2 separate regions of the Neogale vison genome follow, and region 1 is linked to region 2. The links are chromatin contacts, called in public Hi-C maps. All regions are on one chromosome and are shown on one strand. Each heading gives the region's core, a stretch centred on a gene start, on an enhancer-like site or on the middle of the called end of the contact. The rest is flanking DNA. Distances are from core to core; before and after follow the strand shown. Region 1 holds the start of TAF5L (TAF5-like RNA polymerase II p300/CBP-associated factor-associated factor 65 kDa subunit 5L). Region 2 has its middle 9.6 kb from the start of ABCB10.

Evidence for each region. Hi-C and Micro-C count contacts between places; a contact is called where the count stands out from the background.
Region 1: a Hi-C map of fibroblasts shows a contact between it and region 2, with 5 times the contacts expected there. The contact joins the promoter of TAF5L here to the enhancer-like site in region 2. A contact is called at or near these places in 2 of 3 Hi-C or Micro-C datasets (fibroblasts and muscle).

The regions. Positions count from the first base shown.
Region 1 is chr2:148,784,758-148,787,457 of ASM_NN_V1, forward strand. TAF5L (TAF5-like RNA polymerase II p300/CBP-associated factor-associated factor 65 kDa subunit 5L) reads right to left here and starts at 1,410. Exons shown (of 5, transcript XM_044239291.1): 1 at 1,258-1,410. URB2 (unhealthy ribosome biogenesis protein 2 homolog) reads left to right here and starts at 1,630. Exons shown (of 11, transcript XM_044239297.1): 1 at 1,630-1,780; 2 at 2,282-2,487.
Region 2 is chr2:148,715,058-148,717,757 of ASM_NN_V1, forward strand. No RefSeq gene overlaps it. Among named protein-coding and RNA genes, the nearest start is that of ABCB10, 9.6 kb to the left of the region's middle. Within about 2 kb of position 1,349, the one cell type or tissue checked has open chromatin away from gene starts, as enhancers often do. A contact at or near this core is called in fibroblasts, where this site is marked.

The sequences.
Region 1 (2,700 bases), core at 160-2,659, 70 kb after region 2:
CATTATTTCTTTCTGTGGCAGCCTTTGAAAGATCCACTCTGAAGTCAGCAGGCATCACCTGGTTTTACAGAAGAGGAAACTAAGGCTCACGGATAGTTACACGGATAGTTACATGGTTTCAACCTTAGCTCTAGACAGTCCGCAAGCCCCACGCACCACATTAAGTTTCTCGGAGTTTAAAGATGTGGCACAAACTCCCCTTCCTGCTCTGACTTTCAAGCGGGGCTGTGAGCACGGCTGGGGAACGGCTGCCTTGTCTTCCTTCCACGCCACAACTCAGGTATGTCACACACTCGTATCACAAGAGAAGACAAACTCCGCCCTCACGGTTCCTCCCGACACAGCACCCAACTAACTGCTTGTTCGCGGGAGTCCCCATTCCAAGATTTCAATCTGCAAGGTCAGAGTTTAGGTAATTTAAGACGGACGCCGCATGGCACTGGCAGACTTACCTTCTGATCCCAGAGCCAAACCAGCTGCGAGATCCGCAGTATAACGACACTTTCACAACTGATGGGAGAACTGCATGAAGCTTTCAAGCGCTCCACTTCCGCTAAGTCTAAAATGACACCACTGTTTCCCCCATCCACTGACTTCGGACCGACGCCTTACCTCCTACATTTTCAAAAGCCCTGGAGCCTCGCGAGTACCGCCTAGGCGCACCGACCTCTCGCTGTCAGGAGTTAAACCACCCCGAAGGCAACCTTGCAGGTCGGGATCCCCTAGCTCCGACCAGTCTAACTTGAGATCTCCCCTGTCACATGGAGAGGTCGATTTCACACCCAGCCACCCGCAATCACCATGTGCGAAGTTTAATCCCGAGTTCGGCCAAAGGCATTTCCTTTTTCCTTAAATGAAAAGGCGATTCGGACCTGAGCTCCTGCCGGGCTGCCCGGCGCTCAGGACCCCTTCCCGGCGGGCGCCCGGCAGCCGCCCCGGCAGGACCCACCCCGAGCAGGAACGCGGAGCCCTCCAGGTGTAGCTGGCGACTGCAGGCCACGCCGCCCGCGGCCGCCTGGGACTCGGAGGCCGAGGGCGGAGGCGCGGCCGCCGCGCCCGCGCACAGCCGGCCCCGCCCGCCCGCCCCGCCCCCACCGCCCCGCCGGCGGGAGCTGCGGGCGCGCGCCCCGCCTAGGCCTCGCCGCGCGCCACCGCGCCGCCGCCCGCGCTCCCTCCCTCCCGGCCCCCGCCCGCCCGCGCGCTCCCGGCTCGCGACCCCCTCCCCCGGCCCTCCCCGCCCGCGCGCCCCGCACTCACTGAACATCCCAGGCGGCTCCGGCTCCTCCCGCCGCCGCCGCCTCCGCGATCGGGTCGCTTCCGCCTCCGTTGTCTCTGCCGCAGGGTCTCGCTCCGACGGCCGGCTCAGCCGGGCCCCCGCGCCCCGCGCCTTGCCGCCCCCGCGGCGGCGGCTCTGGGCGGCCGCTCCATGACTGACTGACACGGAGCGGGCCGCGGGGTGGGCCGCTCGGGCCTCCAACGCGCAACCGTCTCCACCAATGGGCGAGGCGCCTCGGCGCTCTGCTGGCGATGCCTGGCGTGCGCGCCGCCCCGCCCCGCCGCGCCGCCGGCGTCGGGCGGAAGGAGCGCGGGGGCCGCGCCCACGTGCTGGGGCGCCCGGGAGCTCGCACCGCCGCCGCCGCCGTCCTCCGGCCCCGCCCGCGGTCCCCGAGCGTGTGGCCGCCAGCTGAGCTCCTTCAGCCGGACACCGCCTTGCGTCGCGCCTGCCGGCCCTGTCCGGGGCGGGTCTGAGGGGAGCCCCTTACCTGAGGACGGCGTCCAGGTGAGCCCCTTGCCGGGGCCGGCCCTGAGGTGAACACACCCCAGCGCCCCGCAGCCCGGGCCGGCCCTGAGGCGAGCACTCCCCCAGCGCCGCGCTGCCCGGGCCGGCTCTGTGCCGCGCCCGCGGTCCCTCTCCGGGGTCGGTCTGGGAGGGAGCCCCTTCACCGAGGAGGACCCTCCCCCTGATGCCGCCGTGGGCCCTCGAGCGGACGGCAGGCGCTGGGGAGAGCCTCCTGGGCTCGCCGCTGGTCCGGCTTCTCCCGTCGCTCCTCCCAGCTCTCCGCGGATTCTTGTTACTTGGTTTCCTTCTGCTCCGCGGGATGCCCCGTGTGGCCGCGCGTGAGCGCCCTTTGCGTGAGTACTAGCGCGGTTTTGCGTTGGGCGCTGGGCTTACTACGTCCGGGCACGGAGACCTCTGCGCGGCCCCGAGCGCGGAACGTGGGCAGCCTCCGGGACGGTGTCAGCGGCGTCTTTGTAACCAATTCTGCGAACACTTTTAAAGTACTTTGTAGCTGGTACGGGGGTTTCCTGACACACTGATGGAGAAGTAAGTTGTTGGACGCGCTCGTCTTGGACGTTTTGACAGAATGGGAAAACTGACAGCACTCGCGTGTTCCTCTGCTCTGTGATAGAGTGAAGGAGGCCCAGCTGAATGTTCGCGCCCTGCACGCGGTGCTTGCTCGTTCCCTGCAGGATTACCTGTTGAGGGTAAGTAAGTTCCGAAGGCCGGTCTGTAGGATTTCAGGCTCCATAGATTGAAGAAATGGAAGGGATCCAGCCCTTGGCATATCCTTTTGGTTTCATAGTATGTTAGAATCATGGGACTCCGGTTTTTTGTTTTGTTTTGGTTTGTTTGTTTGCTTTGTCGTCCTATTTTGTTTTTATATATAATATTTTTATTTCAGTATTTTGAAAAATTTT
Region 2 (2,700 bases), core at 99-2,598:
CAGTGTATCATTAGCTTCAGCGGTAGAATTCAGTGATTCATTAGTTGCACACAGTTCCCAGGGCTCATTACATCCAGTGCCCTCCTCCCTAATGCCCATCACACAGTTGCCCAATCCCCCGTCCACCTCCTCTCCCGCAACCTGTTTGTTCCCTGTAGTTAAGAGTCTCTAACAGTTTGCCTCCCTCTTTTTCTTACTTTGTTTTCCTTCTCTTCCCCTACGTTCATTTGTTCTGTTCCTTAAAATCAACATGAGTGAAATCATACGGTATTTGTCTTGATCTCATTTCGCTTAGCCTAATACATAATGTTTGTAAGAAGTGGTGTAACTGCATAATACAAAACAGGTATATTTTTGGCTAGAATAAATTTTCAAAAGTAAGGGGGGGGGCAGCTCACTCTGAGAACTCTGGCAATGCCCAAGCAGACCGGCCCCCAAGACTCCAGTAATGAGATCCTGTTGCCCTTGTGTGTGTGTCAAGCAAAGAAAACAAACATAAAGGACAACTGAGAACAGATTCTCAGCCAACCTGAAAGGCTCGACAACGCTACCGAGAGGTGAGCGCTCCGTCCAGGACTTCTTGGTAAAGATCCCCACAGAAGGGCCAGCCCGTCCCTCCCCACTGTGTGGCAAGTGGCCCGGGGTCTCCCTGCCGCCCCCACTGTCCCGGGACACGCGCTCTGTAAGGTGCGCGGACGGCCGAGGGGAGCGGACGGAGAAAGCCCTACCTGCCAGCCTGCCGCGCTCCGGGTACGCCAGCCCCAAGAGCTTCTGAGCCTCCGAGCGCCTGGCCGCGACCGGGCGCAGCCGCGAGTCGTCTCCGGGAGGCGCCGCGGCCGCAGGCAACGCCGACCCGCTTGGCCGGGCCTCGCCCCCGCCCCGGGCTGCGACTGCCGGCCCGCCCCGGAGCCCCGCGCGCCGGAGCCGGGGAGCGTCGGGCCCCGCAAGGGCCCCGCACCTGCTGGCGCCGGGGGGCCGCGCCCACTGCCCCAGGAGCCGCGCCACGCCTGCTCCACCGCCGGGGCCGCGGGGACCCCCGCCCGGGCAGCCGCTAGTCCAGCGACGCGGGCCTCGCGCGGCGCCGGCATCCCGGAGGAGCCCCGGCCCCGCGCCCCAAGGCCGCGCCGGCCACAGGCCCGTCAGCGGAGGTCGGGGCCCCGGGCCGCCGGCGCCCAGCGTCCACGTGTGGCCGGCCCGGCTTCGCCACCCGAGCAGCCGCAGCGGCCAAGCGAGCGGGCCCTGCATGGCCGCGTCCGAGCCGCGCGCCTCAGCCCGCCCGGCCCGGCGCGCCCCGAGTCCGAGGGCCCTCCCGGCCCGGCCAAGCGGAGGGCGTGAACGCGGCACCGCCCGCCGCCCCGCCCGCTGTCACCCGCCGTCACCCGTCTCATCCGGCCCGCGGCCGCCGTGCACGCCCGGGGACGCGTCCGTCCCAGACCCATCCCGGCCACCGCCCTCCGCCCGCACGGGTCCCCGCCCCCAGGCCGGCGACCCGGGCCCGGCACCACCCCCTCCAAGGAGCCCCCGCCCGCCTCCGACGCTTTCCTCGCAGCGCCCCCACGGGGCTGGCGAGCGCCGAGCGCGCAGCCGGTTCCACCAAGGCCGGGGCTGAAGACAGCCCCGGGGGCCGCTGCGCCTGCGCACTATCGCGCGGGGAGCTTTTTCGCGCTTTTCAGCGGCCTCCTGTAAAAACCGGGAAGCGCGCGAGCCGTTTCTCACGCCGGAGTCCTCGGCGGAGCGCTCAGACGAGATCACACGATGACCCGCGAAAGGATGGGGCGGCCGGGCCGCCGGCGGGCCGGCGCTTGGGGCGGGTCCGCGGCCTCGGCGCCCCAGACGACGGCTGGTCCTGTCACGCTGTGTCCCACTCCAGAGCACCGGACTGAGACGCGGAACACTGAGAGGACATCGCTGCGGGTCGGCGCGGTTGTGGGAGGTGTTTGGGGGACGCCGTGGGCGAGCAGTGACCCGGCTAACTTTGAGCGGAGGAAGAGGTCATTGCCTAACGCGAGCCGAAGTGCAAAAGCAGACGCAGTCGAGGCATTCTGCTGTTCAGAGCAAGACCGATCCAAACCCCATGTAACCTTTCAGTACACGCGCAAGGAAAGCCAGAGGAGAGAATCCTAGCCCACGGGACGCAGGGAGACTCCATGCTGCGGCCTCCCCACGCTGAGGACCGGGAGGGGAGCGGCCCGGTTCTCTCACGTGGAAGAGTCGTGGTTGAACAAGGTGGATAGGTTTTTGTTGACTCGTCATTTTACAGGGCCGATACTCGGGTAAGGCTAGTGAGGGACACTTGGCTCAATTGCAAAATTTGTGGATTTGGTGGGGGAAAATCACATTTCAATAGTCAAGATAAATATTTTAATGCAATATTTTTAAAGTCAAAATTAATTTAAAAAATTAAAATTAATACAAAAAATCCATGATAAGCAATACATCAAAGCTTCAAATATATCAAAACTTCAAATTTCAAATGCATTTGTGCACTTGCACCATTCAGCCTCTCTCTTCCCTTCTTAATCCCACCCCTGAAAGCCTTATTTACAGAAATAAGCAGTTAGCAGCTGGCCTACTTTACCATTATTTTAAAATTTTGCGTTAAAATGTTATATATCTTGGTTACTGAGACTTCTTGGGCTTCTATTAAGCTTCACTCCCAGGAGAGTGACTCACTCACTTCACCCTACTTGGGGCTGTGTA